Linked DNA regions of Triticum aestivum: region 1 is linked to region 2. Evidence: chromatin contacts called from public Hi-C data. All regions are on one chromosome and are shown on one strand. Each heading gives the region's core, a stretch centred on a gene start, on an enhancer-like site or on the middle of the called end of the contact. The rest is flanking DNA. Distances are from core to core; before and after follow the strand shown.

Evidence for each region. Hi-C and Micro-C count contacts between places; a contact is called where the count stands out from the background.
Region 1: a contact with region 2 is called in a Hi-C map of leaf, with 3 times the contacts expected there. The contact joins the promoter of LOC123119484 here to the enhancer-like site in region 2. A contact is called at or near these places in 3 of 5 Hi-C or Micro-C datasets (leaf and an unstated tissue).

Annotation. Positions count from the first base shown.
Region 1 is chr5D:66,924,025-66,928,689 of IWGSC CS RefSeq v2.1, reverse strand. It overlaps LOC123119484 (putative uridine kinase C227.14), which reads left to right and starts at 1,498. Exons shown (of 13, transcript XR_006458700.1): 1 at 1,498-1,747; 2 at 2,153-2,280; 3 at 2,357-2,400; 4 at 3,682-3,759; 5 at 4,378-4,570; 6 at 4,643-4,665. It overlaps LOC123119487 (F-box/LRR-repeat protein 17), which reads left to right. Exons shown (of 11, transcript XM_044539295.1): 8 at 65-131; 9 at 254-339; 10 at 498-596; 11 at 715-1,063. The coding sequence ends at 774.
Region 2 is chr5D:66,746,258-66,751,421 of IWGSC CS RefSeq v2.1, reverse strand. No RefSeq gene overlaps it. Among protein-coding and RNA genes, the nearest start is that of LOC123119483, 83 kb to the left of the region's middle. Within about 2 kb of position 1,456, at least 1 of the 8 cell types and tissues checked has an H3K27ac peak or open chromatin away from gene starts, as enhancers often do.

The DNA of each region.
Region 1 (4,665 bases), core at 249-2,748, 180 kb before region 2:
TTGTATTCTTGTTTGTGTACAAAATGAAGCTATTTCTTACTACTGTTCTCTTCATGCATGACAGGCCCTATGTGTAAATTGCCCAGAGCTGAATGATCTGAACCTCAACTCCTGCATAAATCTGAATCCAGGTGTGACATCCTAATTCTTTCTTGTTCGGTCGGTACCGAACTACTCCGTAGATGCTTCTTCAGTGTCCGAACTTATAAATGGTTAGTGCACGAGTGTTTACAGCCTGTGAAACTTTCTGCAGAACGGTTGCTTCTTCAGTGTCCAAGCTTGAAAGATGTTCATGTCACTGGATGCCATGATATGTTAATCGGAGCAATCAGAAACCAGGTACTGCCAATTTTTAACCTCCCCTCTGATGAGAAAAGCCTTAGCTGCTGCAACATCAATTGCCAAGTTTCATCTTAATCTTAGGTTGAAATATAGGGAGCATTGCCATAATCTTATGTTCCCGTTTCTGAACGAGTTGCCACTCTAAATTTTGCCAGGTTCTGAACGAGTTTGCAGCAGCAGAGCCTCGCATGCCTTGCAAGCGCCTTGCGGATGGCTCGAAGCGGGTGCAAGTCCCACAATTCATGCTAGAACAGGTAATGAACTGCACCTGCAATGCTGCAACCCTCACCAATCTGCATCCACTTGTTGGTTCATCGCTTCTCTGTTGACAGTGATCACTCACATTCGTTTACTGCGAACCCTTTTCAGCAGTTTGAGGACGAGAAATGGTGCGGCGAGTCGCGGCGAAGCCAGTGCGCGGTTCACGTCTGAGCTGAAGCAAGGCAGTCACTTGCAGAGCCAGCCGAATAGCTAGCAGTCCCAACAACCTAGGGGGCACAGGAAAGGAAGATTAGTTAGGCTGTGATGTTGTAAGGCTGGCTGGGGGCACATAATCTGAGCCTACTGGTGTTGTAGAACTCTACTGTTTCTTGTTTCTCTGCAAAAATCTCATTTGTTTCTTCCCTGCTGAATTCTTCTGTTGGACAATAAGGGCATGGTGTAGTGTGGCCTAGCACCCTTGGTTCATCCTGCGAAATAATGACGACATAAATTAAATATTTATTGGTGTGTCCATATATAATTTTCAGTTTTGCTAAAGCACATCTAGATGTGCCATAAGTATTGCACATCTAAGTCATATGTCATTGATCTTACATTGAGATTCGTGTGAATATTTTCTCTCTTTTTTCTTTTTCTCTTTGTACTTGATTCACTCACTTAGATGTGCAATAACTAGAGCACATCTAGATGTGCCCTAGACACACCCTATAATTTTTGTCATGACCCTACTGATTTGTTTAATCTCTTGTTTCCAAATGGATGCTGCTGTAACTGTAAGCCTGCAAGTGTAGTCTGGTGTAGATTTCCCAGTGTGAGCTGGGGCAATTTTACAGTCGGGTCCTGGGGATGCACTTGCATTGGAGATTAGTATGAGGGGCCCAGATGGGAAGTTCCACCTGCTCTTTTTGTTTTATTTTATTTTTTCCCCGAAAGAAATTCAGTCCCTTTCTGAATCGGAACCGAGTAGAGGAATGAAAAGATTCTGATCCTTACTTAATCCTCTGGATAATCCAGTCTAACCTACTGCAGCGGTTTTGTCGCTTAATCTCACTCTAGAAGAACAGCACGCGCTCCTCGATCCAGAGAGGGGCCATGGAGTTGTCGGGTTCCGTCGCCTGCCCCACGGCGGCTCAGGCGCGGCTGCTCCGGCCGCCGGCTGATCTCCGCCAGCTCGCCTCGCCTCGTAAGTGATCTATCCCCCTTCTGTTTCTCATCTTCCCGGTTCGCAAGTAGGGTGGTTCGGCCCGACGATCTACTGCTTCGTCCCTGGCGCCGGTTTCGATCACGACGAGCTGCGGCGGGGATCGCCGGATCGGCCGGCCGGTGAGGCTTTGCTCTGCATACGGTTGATTTGTAGGCGGCCGCTGATTCGTAGACTGATTCTACAAACCATGTCTCTGATTATCCAGCAAGACTGACCGACCTGCAGTCAGACACCTGTTGATTCTATCTTATTTCCAAAAAACACGAATGTGCTACTCCGATCCATATTACTTGTCACTGGTTCAGTACAAAGTTGAGGGAGTATCTATTTTTCTTACCTGTCTTTGCTGAATAGCTCAAAGGTGCAATGTCTCTGCCTCTTCAGGATACATATCTTGTAGGAGTTTCGCCGTGAGAAGCAAAGTGACCAAGGCAATGCCTTCACTGAGTGTGAGCTTTCAGCCCGCATTTCGTCAACCAGTTACCAGGGCTACATGGAAGAAGAAACACAATGTGAGCGCCTTTCCTTCTCACGCAGTTCTATCATGTGTATTTTTTTGCGATGTTTGACTCCAACATCGTTTTCCAGATTGCATGCTATCAGAGACAAGGAGCTCCACAGATAGAAGCCAAGTAAGTTGCAACTATCATTTATGAAGGAAAACAGTCACCACATAGTCAGAATTGGCCTATTTGATCACCAAGTTGGTCTTTAGGGCATCTCTAGCACATCCCCCAAAAGTTATATTTGAGGGAAAATCTAGCAGAACATCAGTAGCATATAAGTTGTTATGTTTTCAAGTCCTAGCTTCCAAACTAGCACCAGAAATCTGGATTCAGAGGGGAAAGGCATATTCTAAAACATAAGAACGTTAGCTCATGTCACCAGTGAACTATTTTTTTTAGTGAATACGGAAAGCTTGCGTATCTTTCCATTGATAGAATAAAGAGAATGAGTACAAGGGAGGGTACAACACATGGCACGAGCGCAAGAGGGTGTGAAAATGGTGCCCGGAGTAGAGAGACATGGGATGCTCTGCCTGAACAAGGAAACAACACAGCTAAACCCCCCTAGTCTGGACTCAAGCCATGGAAGGCAAGGAGATGAGACAGAGGATACCCAAACCACGTCAAGACCTCACGAGAACCCCCGCTGCGCGGCCACGGCTCGAAACTCGACTAGATCAACGTGCCCCAACCAAGAGCACCAGGAGATCGGCAAGTGGGCTGCAGGACCCGGCCTAGCCGGAGGCGGAAGACATGGGGGAAGCACCATCGCAGTCGTACATAGCGCCCCGGAAGCCCACACCTTGAGAGGCAGCCCGAACCAATGTGACGTCCAACATCCCCAAAACCAACACCGGGGATGCCGCGAGCAAACAAGACGGTGCCTTCTAGAAGGAAAACGACGTGGCGCCTTCGCCGTCCGATCCGAAGAGCCGGACCTAGGGTTTCCCCCGGTGCTCGAAGAGGGGCACATACAGAGGCCATGGCAGCGCCTCCAAGGAGGGAACGGCACTCGCAAGCGTCGGTCGCCGCTGCCAGCATCGCCAAGCCGAGCAGGGATTTCCCCTGGCCCGAGTCTGAGCAATCCCGTAGCCGCTGGATCAGTATCTGAAGACTTGGAAATTAAACGTTGGTTGAAACCGCCACCACAAGAAGGGGAGCTAGTTTTGCTATTTTCTCCATCAGTCAGTGCACACTTTTCATGTTTAAAGAAGAGGAAAACTACCAGGATGTGTTAATATGCTGTGATTGTCTCTCGCCTTTTTTCAGCAGTAATTTAAACTGGATTATATCTAGAGTAGCTACATGGTGGTACATCTTTCCAAATTTGAGCAACAATGGTTGAGTTGCATTGCATGATTTGAGAGTTGCGATGCTGATAAAAGTTCTCTAATTTTAAACTTGAAGGTCAATGGAGGAAGTATATGATGCTTTGGCTGAGCACCTTCTTTCTGTTTCACAGAGTATCGATAATCTTGATTCAAAGTAAGCTGTTTATAGAAATGCTGTTTGGGGCATAGTGAATTATTTCCGTCGCAACAGTTTGTACCTGTATTATTTATATGCTTCTTCTGCCGTAGAACATCGATTCATGAACATTTTTATCAACAAGGATACACTCTTATCTGTTCGCTATTAGAAGCAAACAGAAACGTAATATTTTTGGTCCAACCTATTTTAGATTCAAACAGGAGCTGGTTAACTGAACACAATATTTTTGGTCCAATGCTATACAGAACTGTCTGTAGTTTCTTCCTGTTAAATACTCCACCTTACAAGCACCTAGTCAGACAAACATTTTGAGTCTGAAATACAGTGGATCTTTAAGATGTGGATATCATTGAAAACAGGGCATCAATATCTGATTGTTATTCAAGGCATAACAATGAACCTTATCAATGTAGATTGTCCTCCTCTCCTTTTATTTCTCTTTCTCATTTCCCTTTTTTGGGGCAACTGCTATATTTATAATTAAGATGGTAAACGAAGAAAATCTGATGAAATTACTGGAACAATAGTTTTTGTTAGCTCTCCTCTGATAGAAATTATTGAATCACTACTCTGCTGATCCACTTAATAATATCACTCTCAAATACTGAACAGATATATTGTTGGTCTGGCTGGCCCACCTGGTGCAGGCAAGTCTACTGTTGCCTCTGAAGTGGTTCGACGCGTCAATATGCGTTGGTCTCAGAAGCATGCAAAAGATAGTTCACCGAATTCAAATGAAGACATTGCGACAATGCTTCCCATGGATGGTTTCCACCTTTATCGATCCCAGCTTGATGCAATGGAGGTTTGTTCTCTTTTGAGAAATCCATTTTCTATTTTTCTTCTTCTAAAGTTATTGACACAATGGTGCTTTTAGGATCCAAAAGAAGCACATGCAAG
Region 2 (5,164 bases), core at 207-2,706:
TAAATCATTTTGAAAAATTAATTTAGGACAAAAAAGCACAAATTTATGAGAAGAAATCTTATCAAAACTCTCAGATTACCACAAATCACCGCATATGCGTCACTAGCCATCATTAGAGAAAATGTAACTAACTTAGAGATATCCCAGGTTAGGGGTACCTTTTAGCGGGACCTCCTATTCCACGACCTACGCGGGGAGTAGCAAGAAAACGCGCACCCTCCCTCCCCCAACACTGAATTAGGCCAGCCCAACTAAAATAGGGCTATCGAGCTTGCCTGATGTTTTTTTATTCGTTTTCCAACATTTTTGTTTTTTGCAGAAACAATGATTTTTGTCATCTTTTTATACTTTGTCTTCTTTTCTATTAATATCTTTCTCAATTCAAAAATATTCTTAAAACTCGGGAAAAACTGAATTAAAAAAATGTTCGGGAATTTAAGAAATTGTTCCAAATTTAAAAAATGTTCGTGAATTCAAAAACATGCTCCCAAATTTCAAGAAATATTCGCCAATTCAAAAAATGTGAAGGTATTCATAAAATGTGCGCGATTGTAAAAAATTGTTCTCGGAGTTCAAAAAGTGTTTAAGAACTCGAAAAATGTCTCACTTTCAAAATGTTTCTGAACTTCAAAAAGTCTTACCAAATATCCAAAACTGTTCATCGATTCAACAAATGTTTGTGAATTTCAATAATTGTTCCCGTATTGCAAAAAATGTTCACCACTTCAACAACTATTCAAATTTGAAAAAAATTCACAAATGTAAAAAATATTCATTAATTCACCAGATGTTCATCAATTTAGAAAATGTTAATGAATTTCAAAAAATCATTCATGAGTTTAAAAAAATGTTCCCGAATTTTAAAAGAAAATCTTGAGATTGAAATATATTCACAACTTTTCAAAAATGTTCATAGATTTGAAATTTGTTCTTTAATGTTCAAAAAGTTTTGAATTGAAATTTGTTTAAAATTATAAAACAATTGCGAATTTGGAAGAAGAAAAATAAAGTAAAATAAGAAAATGAAATAAAATTCATAAAAGATAAATGAATAAAGAAAAATAAAGAGAAAACTGCAGAAAACAAAGGGAAAAAATGCAAATTTGGAAAAAGAAAATGGAAACAAAATAAAATAAAAATAAAAATCATAAAAGAAAAATGAGTAAAAGAAATAAAGAGAAAACTGGGGAAAAACAAATCTTTCACGCTCTCACGTTGTTGTCTGCTTGGGAACAAACCTCATGCCGCTGAACGCCACCGGGAGAGCTTTCGTGCAGGGTGCTATTTTAAATGGGCCGGCCTATTCCCTGGCGTCATCGTGAGCTAGTACTAAAAATTCCAAAAAATTAAGCTGTATTGAGGAATCTAACAGGGGACCTCCTATATGCCGCTAACTGCGGCAAGAGGTTGACGTTTCGCACAGGGCGGCTCACGTGAGCCGGCCCATTTGCAGGTGTAGTGGCACCACATGATCAACCTGATGCCTCAAGAACTAATCGACCACGGCAAAACATAAATACAGCTCTTTGTAGGGGATCGAACCAAGGAGCTCTTGCTCGTTAACAACGTCACTACCCACCATAACTACTGAGATTAAATGTCTAAATAGCAGCCAGTGTGTGCCAACTATAAGCCACAAACAGATAAATTTATTTCTAAATTTGAACGTGATTTTGTTTTTGAAAAGAGTAATTATTTTTTGAAATGCAAACATTTTATAATTTTGAACAATATGTTTTAAAAGTCGAACATTTTGTGAACCCAAAACATTTTTTGAACAAAGGAACAAATTTGAAAGGGAGAACAAAATTTTAAATTATGAACAAAATTTTGGAAATGCAAACATTTTTTAAAAAACAGGCACAAGAAATTATAACAGGAACATTTTTTACATTACGAACATTTTTTCAAAAACACAAACATTGAGTAATTTTTTAAGATGTCTAAAATGGAAATTTCGACTAATTTTTTGAAGGTATGATTTTTTTCACAAACGCAAACAAAATTATGAAAGCGAACAAATTTGGAATTTCCCAAACATTTTTTGAAAACATGAAGATTTTGTAATTTGTGAACAAAATTTTAAAGCATGAACATTTTTTGAATTTTGAGAACAAATTTCGAAACGGAGAACAAATTTCAAAGCGCAAACAATTTTTTAAAGCACGAATAATTTTTGGATCTTGAGAATCAATTTTGAAATGGAGAAGTATTCTGAAAAAGGAAAAACTAACGCTCACACGTGTGCGCGTTTGCACATCGCCCATACACCTCCATCACCACTCATTTTGCCACGTATGAATAGATGACATCGGCAGAAATCATTTTGATTTTCGGCTTAAAAATGTTTTATCTCCTAATTAACAAAGCGAATTAAAAATTCGTTTTCATCATTAAATCCGTCTCGACGAGATCTTCAAAACTAGACCCCATATTGATATGTTTTGACGAATTTTTTTTCCCCAGAAGTTGCCATGATATTTACACTGTAGTTACCATAGTGCTTAAACTAAAGTTGCCATGTGGCAATTTTAGTTTGTACATCATGGCAATTTTAGTTTTTTGATGATGGCAATTCCAGTACTTTGACCATGAAAATATATTTTTGTATGAACCATGGCAATTTTAAGTGCATGTATCATGGCAATTTTAGTTTATGGTGCATGGCAAGTCTAGTTTCTTAATTCCCCGTTTTATAATATGTTAAAATTACTTTTAAATGTAAAAGAAAATAGCTGAAACATACCATGGCAACTTTAGTGTAAATATCATGGCAATTCATGTGCAATAGACATGGCAACTTTTAACCAATTTTTTTTCACCAAAATATATTGATATGAGATCTAGTTTCGAAGATCTCGTCACCAGGGATTTAATGGTGAAAACGGATCTTCAATCGGATTTTTCATTTAAGAGATAAACCATTTTAAAAATTGAAAATCTAAAAAGATTTTCACATGCATGCATGCGGTGACATGACGTAGTCTGTGTATTATAGAGCGTGTGGGCGGGTTTGCCTCTCACTACACGTATGGGCGTTAGCGTTGTCCTTGAAAAATCTCAAGCAAATTTGGTAGCATGATTTTTTTTGCAATACGTGAACAAAAAATTGAAATTCGGTACTTTTTCTGAATTTCGAAAGTTTCGAACTTTTTGTGTAACAAGAACAATTTTTTAATTTTGAGAACATTTTTTTGAAAACTGAACATTTTTTGGGAACACGAACAAAATTTGAATTTTTTGAATTTTTTTTTGGAAAAAGATAAGAACAGAAATGGAAATAAAAGACCAAAGATTTTTTTTAAAAAAAGAGAAATTAACTTGAATAGGAAAACTGAAAGAAAAAACGTAACGAAAAGAAAAGAAAAAAAGAACCAGAAAAAGGAAGAAAAAAATAGAAAGAGTAAAAAAAGAAAAATAAAAGGAAAAATAAAAAACAGGTTCAGGGACCTTCTAGATGGTTCCCAAAACCAGTAAGAACCGGCTGGGAACGCTCTAGAAGGTTCCCAAAACTGGAGCCTGTGTACGAGATGGGCTGGCCGAAAATCGCTAGCTAGTCGTATTCCTGTGAGAATCGTCGGCAGTTTGACACGATATGCGTCAAATATGTTTTTCCATCTAACAGCTACCCTACGATTGAGAGCTAGCTTTCATTACCACTTGAGCTGCTGCGCGATAGTGATTAGTAAGCTGCGTGAACTCTTAAGAACTATATATAGCATTGTTGAGGAAATCGTTAACTGGTAGCTGCTCGGTTGGCTAGCGAGTAGGGGATTAATAGGCTAATCGGCAAGTTAATCAGCCATTTAATCAATTAATCAGATGATTTATCGGTTTATCAGCTACTCGGTGACCCTATGAGTAGGGATTAATCGGCAAATTAACTGGTTAATCGGACAAATTCTTGAACAGGGATATATAGTGACAGATCCAAAAAAATAAAAAATTCGACCATTGAACTTTTTTTAATAAACATTGAAAAATTTCATAATATACGATGAACATCTCTGAAATACACATAGAACATTTTTGTGATATAAGCTAAACAATTTGAAAATACACAGTGAACATTACTGTGATGTATGCTAAACAATTTGAAAATACACAATGAACTTTACTGTGATATATGGTGAACAATTTGAAAAGACACAATGATTATTACTGTGATATACGCTAATTTTTTTGAAAATACACATTGAAACATTTTTTTCTTGTACACTGAACATTTCTTAAGTACGTGATTAAAAGAATTGAATACGGTGAAATTTTTCTTAAATCTACAATGAACATTTTCATAATGCATGATAAACTCTTGTATAATACACAAAAAGGGAAGAATGTAAAAGTAAGCAGAAGAAACACAGATTGTTTGTCGTATTAAAGTATTATTAATGAAAAAAATACACAAAGGATTTTATTAATGTATTAATGGAAGCAAAGGAAAAGGGAAAAAGGAAAGAAAGATAAAACCAGAAAGAAAAAACGAAAGAAATATGAAAGAAGCAGAAAGAAAAAACCGAAAAGATAAAACAAAACAAAACAAAACAGTGAACGGGCAGCGCGCGCTGCCGTGAAATGGGTCGGCCCACCAGCTGGCGCTGCAGGCATAGCCACTGATGTTCGCCGCCCGCGGGTAGCAAATAGGATCCGCCCGCCACCTCATCTTTTGTGACGACATGGCCACTGTCCAGTTTCAGTCTCCACAGCAAACCTCATCTTTTGTGACGACATATATCAATGAGCTGGGTCACCTGGTAGTTCAGAGACGAGGCAAGCTCCCGTGGTAGCCCAGCAGGACTCATCCAACTCCTGGCTAGCTTCACCAGCAGGCGTTGTGAAGATGAACGTGGACGCCGCAGGCCCGCAGTAGCACGTAACCGGTACGGGGGTGCAGTGGCTGCCATTTGCCGAGACCACACGGGGACGTATCTTGGGTCGTCGGCTGTCGTAGTACGAGGCATCACCGACCCGGCGAGGCTGGAAACTTTTGCTAGGGAAACGTTGGCACTAGCAAAATGACCTAAATGTTTTTTTTTTTTGAAACCTAGACCGTAGAACAATTGTTCTACGGTATTTCATTTATAATTAAAAATATTTACAAATCAAGTACAAAATGTAAAATTATCCAATACCAGCTCTAGGTATCATGAAATCAAATTATAAG